2 separate regions of the Gossypium arboreum genome follow, and region 2 is linked to region 1. Evidence: chromatin contacts called from public Hi-C data. All regions are on one chromosome and are shown on one strand. Each heading gives the region's core, a stretch centred on a gene start, on an enhancer-like site or on the middle of the called end of the contact. The rest is flanking DNA. Distances are from core to core; before and after follow the strand shown.

The links. A called contact is a pair of places that touch in the nucleus more often than the background predicts.
Region 2: a contact with region 1 is called in a Hi-C map of leaf, with 2.3 times the contacts expected there. The contact joins the promoter of LOC108487543 here to the promoter of LOC108487378 in region 1. A contact is called at or near these places in 2 of 5 Hi-C or Micro-C datasets (both in leaf).

The regions. Positions count from the first base shown.
Region 1 is chr10:95,917,437-95,921,328 of ASM2569848v2, forward strand. It overlaps LOC108487378 (phosphate transporter PHO1), which reads right to left and starts at 2,165. Exons shown (of 15, transcript XM_017791706.2): 1 at 1,690-2,165; 2 at 868-948; 3 at 6-240. The coding sequence starts at 1,947.
Region 2 is chr10:96,097,112-96,101,121 of ASM2569848v2, forward strand. LOC108487543 (50S ribosomal protein L28, chloroplastic-like) reads right to left here and starts at 2,062. Exons shown (of 2, transcript XM_017791914.2): 1 at 1,602-2,062; 2 at 460-862. The coding sequence starts at 1,803. The coding sequence ends at 630.

The DNA of each region.
Region 1 (3,892 bases), core at 915-3,414:
GGCACCTGAGAAAGAATTGGAGTTGGTAGAAGAAAACGAGGCGGATGAACGATGCAGAAGACCCCCTGCATTGGACTTCCGCCGGCGTTGGCGGTCGCCGACGATCTGTTTAAGGTCTAACAGTATTTGAAGTTGCTTGTTCAGAATCTCCCCTCTCTCCAAGAATTCACTCTCTTTCGTCTTGTAAAACTGGTTCACTTTGTTCAACTCTTCATCTAATCTCTCGAAAAACAACCTCACCTGCCAATTATCGAATCCTTTTGAGCTTTTATTTGCAAAGATGATTTTATATATACATAGGTCTAATTCGTCTACAGTCCCTATACTCTTCATACTTTTAATATTTAGTCCCTCTAATTATAATACTATCGGATATGTGTTATGAAATGGATTTTAATTTTTTAAATCAAACATTTGATGGTAAAAATATTTTGCCTCTTTTTACTTTAAAAAAAAAATAGGCAAATCAGTTCCTATATTTTAAATCAAATAGCATATTGATCATTTCAATTAAAAATTTCATCTATTTACATTGTTAAAAACTAGTATGGCTGACAGAATAATCAGATAGTAACACATAACAGGCCATTTATACTTTATGCTGACATACAAAGATTAACTTTTAACAGTAAAAATGAAAAAAATTTAAACAGAAGGACCAAATTACTCTTTGGTCTAACATTCAAAGATTAATTGTCCATTTTTTTAGTAGAAGCGGTAAAATACAATCTATCTCCTACTATGGGGACTAAACAATTAAATACCCAATATTCAAATTTATCAAAAGCCGACAACCAAAGTTATCAATTAGAGGGATTAAACTTTGAAAGTGTGAAAAGTACAGGGACGGGGTATAATTAAACGTACCTCATCTTCTTCAGAAAACAATTGAAGGAGTTCAGTTTGATAGAGTACTTCTTCATCTGAATCCATGCTTTTACTCCTTACCTATAACATGAAAAAAGTATATAATGAAAAGCACTGGTATATATATGGAAGGCTCATGCTTTGATGTCCTTTTCACTGGTTTTTTGGGTATAAGCGGTTGTTTTCCTTCGTCTCTATATTCACGTTAGTTTCGTGATATTATAACTTGAAACCGTTGCTTATTTGCTTTCGTGACAAAATCAGAAATCTCTCAAGGAAGTTTGCAAATAAAGTAGCCTAAATTATGATCACAAATAAAGAAGACAACCCCCCATTATATTGATCTTCAAGATTCCATCCAACATTATACTAAATATATCCAAGAATGTAGAGAAAGGAAGTGTTTCCAATTATGAATTTTTTTAAATATTTTGCAAGCAAATGAAAGTGAATAAATATAAACGACAAAAAAGATGTAATAATTCCACTAACCATATAACTTAACTATAAAGTGTAATAGTTGAGTTGATATTAATCTTGAATTTTAATTTATTCACAAAATATAGAGATTCGTCACGAAGCTTTGATATATGGGACCCATTGATCAAACGGTGAGAAAATCGGTTTGTGAGGGGGGAAGGGAAATAGTATTAGTGTACGTAGGCGAAACAATATCTGCAGAAAAACAATAGGGAAGGGAAAGAAGAAGAAAAATATAAGAGAAGTTCAATTTTCCACAACTTTATGTGGAAATCAATGAAGAAATGCAAAAAAGGAGCAGAACCCAATTTTCCTGTTGTGATTCTTATTAATGATTTATACCTGAATGATCTCATCAGTATTGTTGTTGGAGGAGGTGAAGAAGTGCTTGGTCGTTGATGCTACTTTCAAGGCGATGAAACGAATAGGGTCGAGGATTGAGCGACCAAAATCATGGGTAAACTCGACTGAGGCAATTTGTTTGTTAGTCCTAGACAGCTTGATCTTCTTTACATGTTTCTTGAGTTGCCAATAGTTAACGAAGGCTTCTTTCCATTCAGGGATTAATTGAGCTTCAAGCTCCTTTGAGAACTTCACCATTGTTGTTGTGTTGGTGTTCTTCTATTTTGTTATTGTTGGTGGAGAGAAAAAAGAAATGTTGGTGGGAGATGACAAAGTGGGAAAATGAGAAAGAAAAAGGAGAGAGAAAGAGAGAAAGAGGGCATGGAGGGGTTTGAGAGGGGATTAGTGAGGTTTATATATAGAGAAAAAGAGAGAGACATACAAGAGAAGAGATAGAAACGTGTGGAGAAAGTGGAGAGTTAGCTTGTTCTTATTGGAAAGGTTTTTATATGTTCTTACTCCCTCTATTCTTCTCACTTTTGAAATTTAGCCCCTAAGGAAATTTTGTCTTATTTAAAAATTAAGCCCATTTAATAACTCCATACAAATTTAACAAAAGTCAATTAATAATATTATCTAGATTTTAGAGAGCTTTTGGTACGATGGAAAGTGATCAATTTCTTTAAAATTTAACTAGTGGAAAAGTGATTCCACATATATTAAATTTCCTTAGAATATAGCTTTTCTTTGCAGATGATTGCGAGTTACTTCCCTTCGACTCTAAAGATATTATTTCGTTGAATAATGGTGGGAATGTAACTTTCTCGTATAGTTGATAAGTTAAAACTTATTTATGAGACAAAATTTCCCTTTTCTTATTTATTTATTTATGTGGAATACTTTTCAACACAAAATCATAAAAATTATTTAATTTTAAATATATTTTAAATACTATCAAAATAAATTTTAAAATATATTCTAATGTACATACATATTAAATATTTATTTTAAGATAATTTTATTAAACTATTTTATTTAAAATAAATAGATTAACTTACAAGGTTATTAATAATAAAATACTTTTTATTAATAATAAATATCATTTTTAAATTAATAATATTTTATATTTTATTTGATGACGTAATTTTGAATTTACCCCACATTTCTAGTAGAGTGTATAGTGAATAAAATGTATCAATGTAAATTTCTTGGAAATTCGATCTGTATTTTCTTATGTGTATCAATTATATTGAATCATATTCTAGAAAACCATATCAAAGTGCTATCTTAATTTTTAAATTAGACAAAGAAAAATGACTAGATTTATGAAATTAAAAGTAAAATGACTAAAGAGTAGAGCGACTGGGCATTATTAGACCTTATTGGAAATTAGTTACTTTTTAATCTCTTACATACTATTTGCATTACGAAATTCAAAGGCGAAAGGAAAAAAGTTGAAAAAAGGTAATTAAAGTTAAAATTGTGTTTTGATTGGCTAGTTTTGCTGTTTTTATGGAGTAATACAGTAAAGGTAAATAATGTGATAATGTGTGAAAATTGGAGTTATAAAAATCCACTCAAACTTTACTGGGAAATTTTGCTTTTTGGATTAAAAAGTACAGCAAACTTTTGGCACCAAACACACAAAATAAATAAGAAAAAAGAAAAAAAAAAAAAAGGGAAAGTTTTACATTGGTGCATCAATAATTTAATAATGGATTGTTTTTTAGATTTGGTCAAATTTCACAATTCCACATTGATACTTTAGCAACGTTGTTATTATTGGATGATAAAAGGAAAATAAATTACTATGATGAGATTCCATTTTATACTTTTTATCTCTTAAAAATAATTATATCAATTAGATTGAATTTAAGGTTTTTTTCCATTTAATTAAGGTCTTTTAATGGGGTTTGAAAATCTTGTCAAGAGCCAATTCTACCGTATATAGACATATCATCAAATTTGATCTTTTATTGAATTAATATTATGAGCTAATTAGATATTAATTTAATTTTAATTTTTAAAGGAAAATATTATTACGGGTGTATTTATGTAGTTGAATGTTAAAAGAAACTACTTAAAAACGCTTAAGTGTGAGCTTAAATTTTAAAGATTTATTCCTCTTCTTTAATGTAAAATACACTTATTTCATATGGTTGAAAAATATCCACTTACCCCTTATGTTCGAAAAAATAATTCC
Region 2 (4,010 bases), core at 812-3,311, 180 kb after region 1:
GATAGTTAATGTGATTGTTAGAAATATGGTGAGTAATATGAAAAACAATGAGGATGCCAAATTCCTAACAACTTCCCTAATTCCTAGTTAGCTTTCACATCTTCCTCAATCATTCTTCTCGGATTTCTACAACCCCTACCCGAGATTGAGCGGTTTACAATCTTTTTATCCTGTTTCTTTACGGTCATGCCTCTCTTCTTACTCGGTTTCCTTCCACTCTTATCTAACTTCTCTTCTCCATGCTTTGTTTTTTTCAGGTTCAATCACTAGAGGCAAACTCAACTTAGGATCATCGGATTTGTTAAGGAGGTGGTGAGGGTGGTAGAGTTCGGCACCACTAAAAAATTGTTGGTTACATGCAGTTATCTTAAATCTCAATCTTTAACCAAGCAAACCTTCTAATCTTAGGTATGCCTACATCTGTAATTTATGCCTCATCCTCCAACAACTAAAGAGCAATAATCAGAATCATGATATTCTCATTTAAACCAAAAGGAGTTGCATTAAAGAAGAAGAAATCAAAATAAAGGGAAAAAGACTTGGAATTAGCGAAAGGCTTAACGAGGATTTTGTTTTCTTCGAATATAGTTTTCGAACTACAACCTGAATTTAAAAATTAGGTTACCTTATCATTCCTTGCAAAGATCAATTCCAGCTTTCTTAGCAACAGCATCCAGTCCGTTCTTCTCTATGGTCTTCAACGCCTTGGTCGACAAGCGCAGTTTTACATAGCGTTTACCAGCTTCCCACCAAACCTTCTTGTATTGGAGATTGACAAACTGCAATTTCTTTGTCTTGTGGTTCGAGAAGGATACTTTGTTAGCTTTGTTTGCCTTCTTTCCAGTGAAAGGGCATACTCTGCCTGAAAATGATCAATCAACATATGAATAACTGTTAACTATTCATTGGCTCTAATTTAAATCAACAAATGTTCGTTCCATTCTTTCAAAATAGTGACATCCTAATCACTAGTGCTATCTAGGCCTAATGAAGATTGCCATATACAAATATATGTTCGAGTATATTCAACTTATGTCCTTTACTCATGTCCAAATACGCTTCACATACAGGTGTAGGACAGAGGCGCTTTAGAGAAAATGAAGAGTCTGGCTAACATAACTCATCACTCATACCAACAGAACTAGACATCACGTTTCATTTCACTTTCATAAACTCTAATTTATCTAGTTCAAGCTTAGAATTAGCATGCTATGTAACGCAAGGAGGTTGCCAATAAAATGAGAATATATATACATATATTCAAATGCAGACAATTCAAGGATTCTAGCTTGGCATTTATGTCTTCTAAATATTTTCCAAAATGCAACTTAAACAGAGGAATTTGACATTTTCATTTAAAATTTGCATTCAAGTATACAAACCCAGATATATTATTTGAATTTTTCACTAAAAGTCTTCTAAAATCACCCACTTGCATTACAACATTGTTTCTTTTCAATACCATAATGAAATTTTACATAATTGAAAAAGAAACATTTAGAAAGGAGCAAAATTGAAAGCAACCCGGGAACTTAATTGTAAAAACTGAAATGTGAAATAAAAATATTAAGAGTAAGATGGAAAAGAGAGGAAGGATTTACGAGCAACAGGCTGGAGAGAAGGAGTGAAAGGTGAGGATATGGATTTGAGAGGTGCCACGTCAGGGAGGTTGCAGGAGAGTTTGATGCCACTGAGTTGAGAAGAGAGAGAACCCAGAAGATGTGGAGATGGGCTTGCCGTTAGGGGGTCTGCTTTCTGAAACCGAAGGAGTGAAGTAGTTCCCAAAGTGGCCAACGTTGCCATTGTTGCTCTCTCTGTCTACCCGTTTCTCTCTTTGTCTGACCGCTTTTTTCTTTTGTGAAGGAAGGAGACAATGCGTGGATACTGGCTAGGATAATGATTTTATTTTTTAAAAGGAATAATGATTTTAATGAGAATTTAATTTTAAATTTTTAAGAGTTTTCAACCTAGCATTTGGTATATTGGTCAAGGATGATCAGGTTTGGATTTTGAGGCGCGGCCGGATTTTGGGGCGCGGGAGGCAGCCGTCTTTAGAATTTTTAGATTTGTAGATTTTATATATAAATTATCATATATTTTAGATTTAGTGTGTATATTATATAACAATTGACCCCTTGGTTAAATTGTATTTTATATAATTTGTCCCTTAAGTCATATAGTTATATTTTATATAGATAAAGTATTTTCAGTTTTAATTATATATCTTAAATAATAATAGTCAAATATTAATGTATGATGTACCTTGAAAACTAAATTTAGAGGTCCAATATGGACTTTAAAGTTAAATTCTAAAATTAATTTATTTGACGCAAAAATCAAGTAGGTATTCTACAACGTCCAAGTGATACCCAATGGGGATCTCATTTAGCTTCTCTCAATAGCTTGATGAGGATATTCGATTATGTCTGTGTTGTATTACAAGATATCATCAAATCCAACAACCTTACTCAAATGGGTGAAGCTGATGGAATAAATGATGCAATGACATCTGTTGAATTTGTTTTCATCTTGCATTTCATAATTGAGATGCTTGATATCAGTGATGATTTCTATCAAGCATTACAGTATAAATCGTAGGATATACTAAATGCGGTGCAGCTGATGTCATCAACTTAAACACTTCTCCAAAAATCCAGAAAACATGAGTGAGATCCTTTGTTTGAGAAAGTGAAGTTATTTTCTAAAGAACATGAGATAGAAGTCCCCAGTTTAAGTGCTCCGTACAAAGTTGGTCGAGGTCGGTCTCACATCCAAAGAGATAACTTCACAATTGAGCATCACTATCGATTTGATATATTCATTGTTGGTATTGTTTCATTGTTAATAGAAATGAATTCTCGCTTTAATGATGAGGTAGCGGAGTTACTTGTTCTTAGCTCTGCTTTGGATCAACTCAATAATTACAAAACTTTTCAGGTGGAAGATATCTACAAACTTATGAATGATTTTTATCCAAATGATTTTACGAAGCAAGGAAAGCTACACATGAAGATTCAACACATGAAGATTCAATTGGAGCATTTTCAATTTGATGCTCATCAAAGTACAAAGTTGTAGAAAGCTTCTATAGTTGTTAAGTTGTGTCAAGTGCTAGCTAAAACAAATAAGTCAAATATTTATCCTATTCTTGATAGAATTATTTGTCTTGTGCTAACTCTTCCCATGTCTACTACAACAACCGAACGAATGTTTTCAGTCATGAAAATTGTGAAGACAATGCTTCGTAACAGAATGGAGGATGAATTTCTTTCAACTTACTTGGTGGCATAAATCGAAAAAGAGATAGCTTAAGAATTTTCAACAGATTCTATCATTGATGAGTTCAATGTTATATAAAACAGAGGGTGCAATTTAGGATGCCTAGTATTGAGAAATAGGACTAAGGCCAAGTTTTTTTAATTTGATTTTGGAATTATAATGATGTTTGTGATATGTTTAGTATAGTATTAGTTATTCTTTTTTGCGTATTGGAAAGAAATATTTAATTTTATATAGTGTGATTTTTTCTTTCAATTTTTTTCCATTAAATCGTCCTTGCTTTTAAAAAACATTAAATTGATTGTTTGATAAGAAACAAAAATATCTGAGAAGAATTGACACTTTTTTTGCGTTAAAAAAAAATTCATTCGGATTTAGAAATTTCACTCCCTTGAAGTAAAATCCTAGATTCGTCCCTAAGGATGTTCACCACATCTTATGGTCATGGAATTGATCCACAGGTCGTACATGTGTGGTAGTTTAAATGGATGCATATGTGAGTTTGTGAATTTGAGATTCTATTGTATCAAGATAGGACTTTAAAATTATCAATTTAAATTATTGGTAATTGTAACCTAAGGTAAGTTTACATCTTGATCACTTAACTCTAAAAAGTTACAAAATAATTATTGAACTATTCAAAAGTTTTCATTTAAATCACTAAATTATTCGAAATTTTTATTTAAACCATTGGGCTACTAAGGTTTTTTTTTAAAGTTCAGCTAATGAGC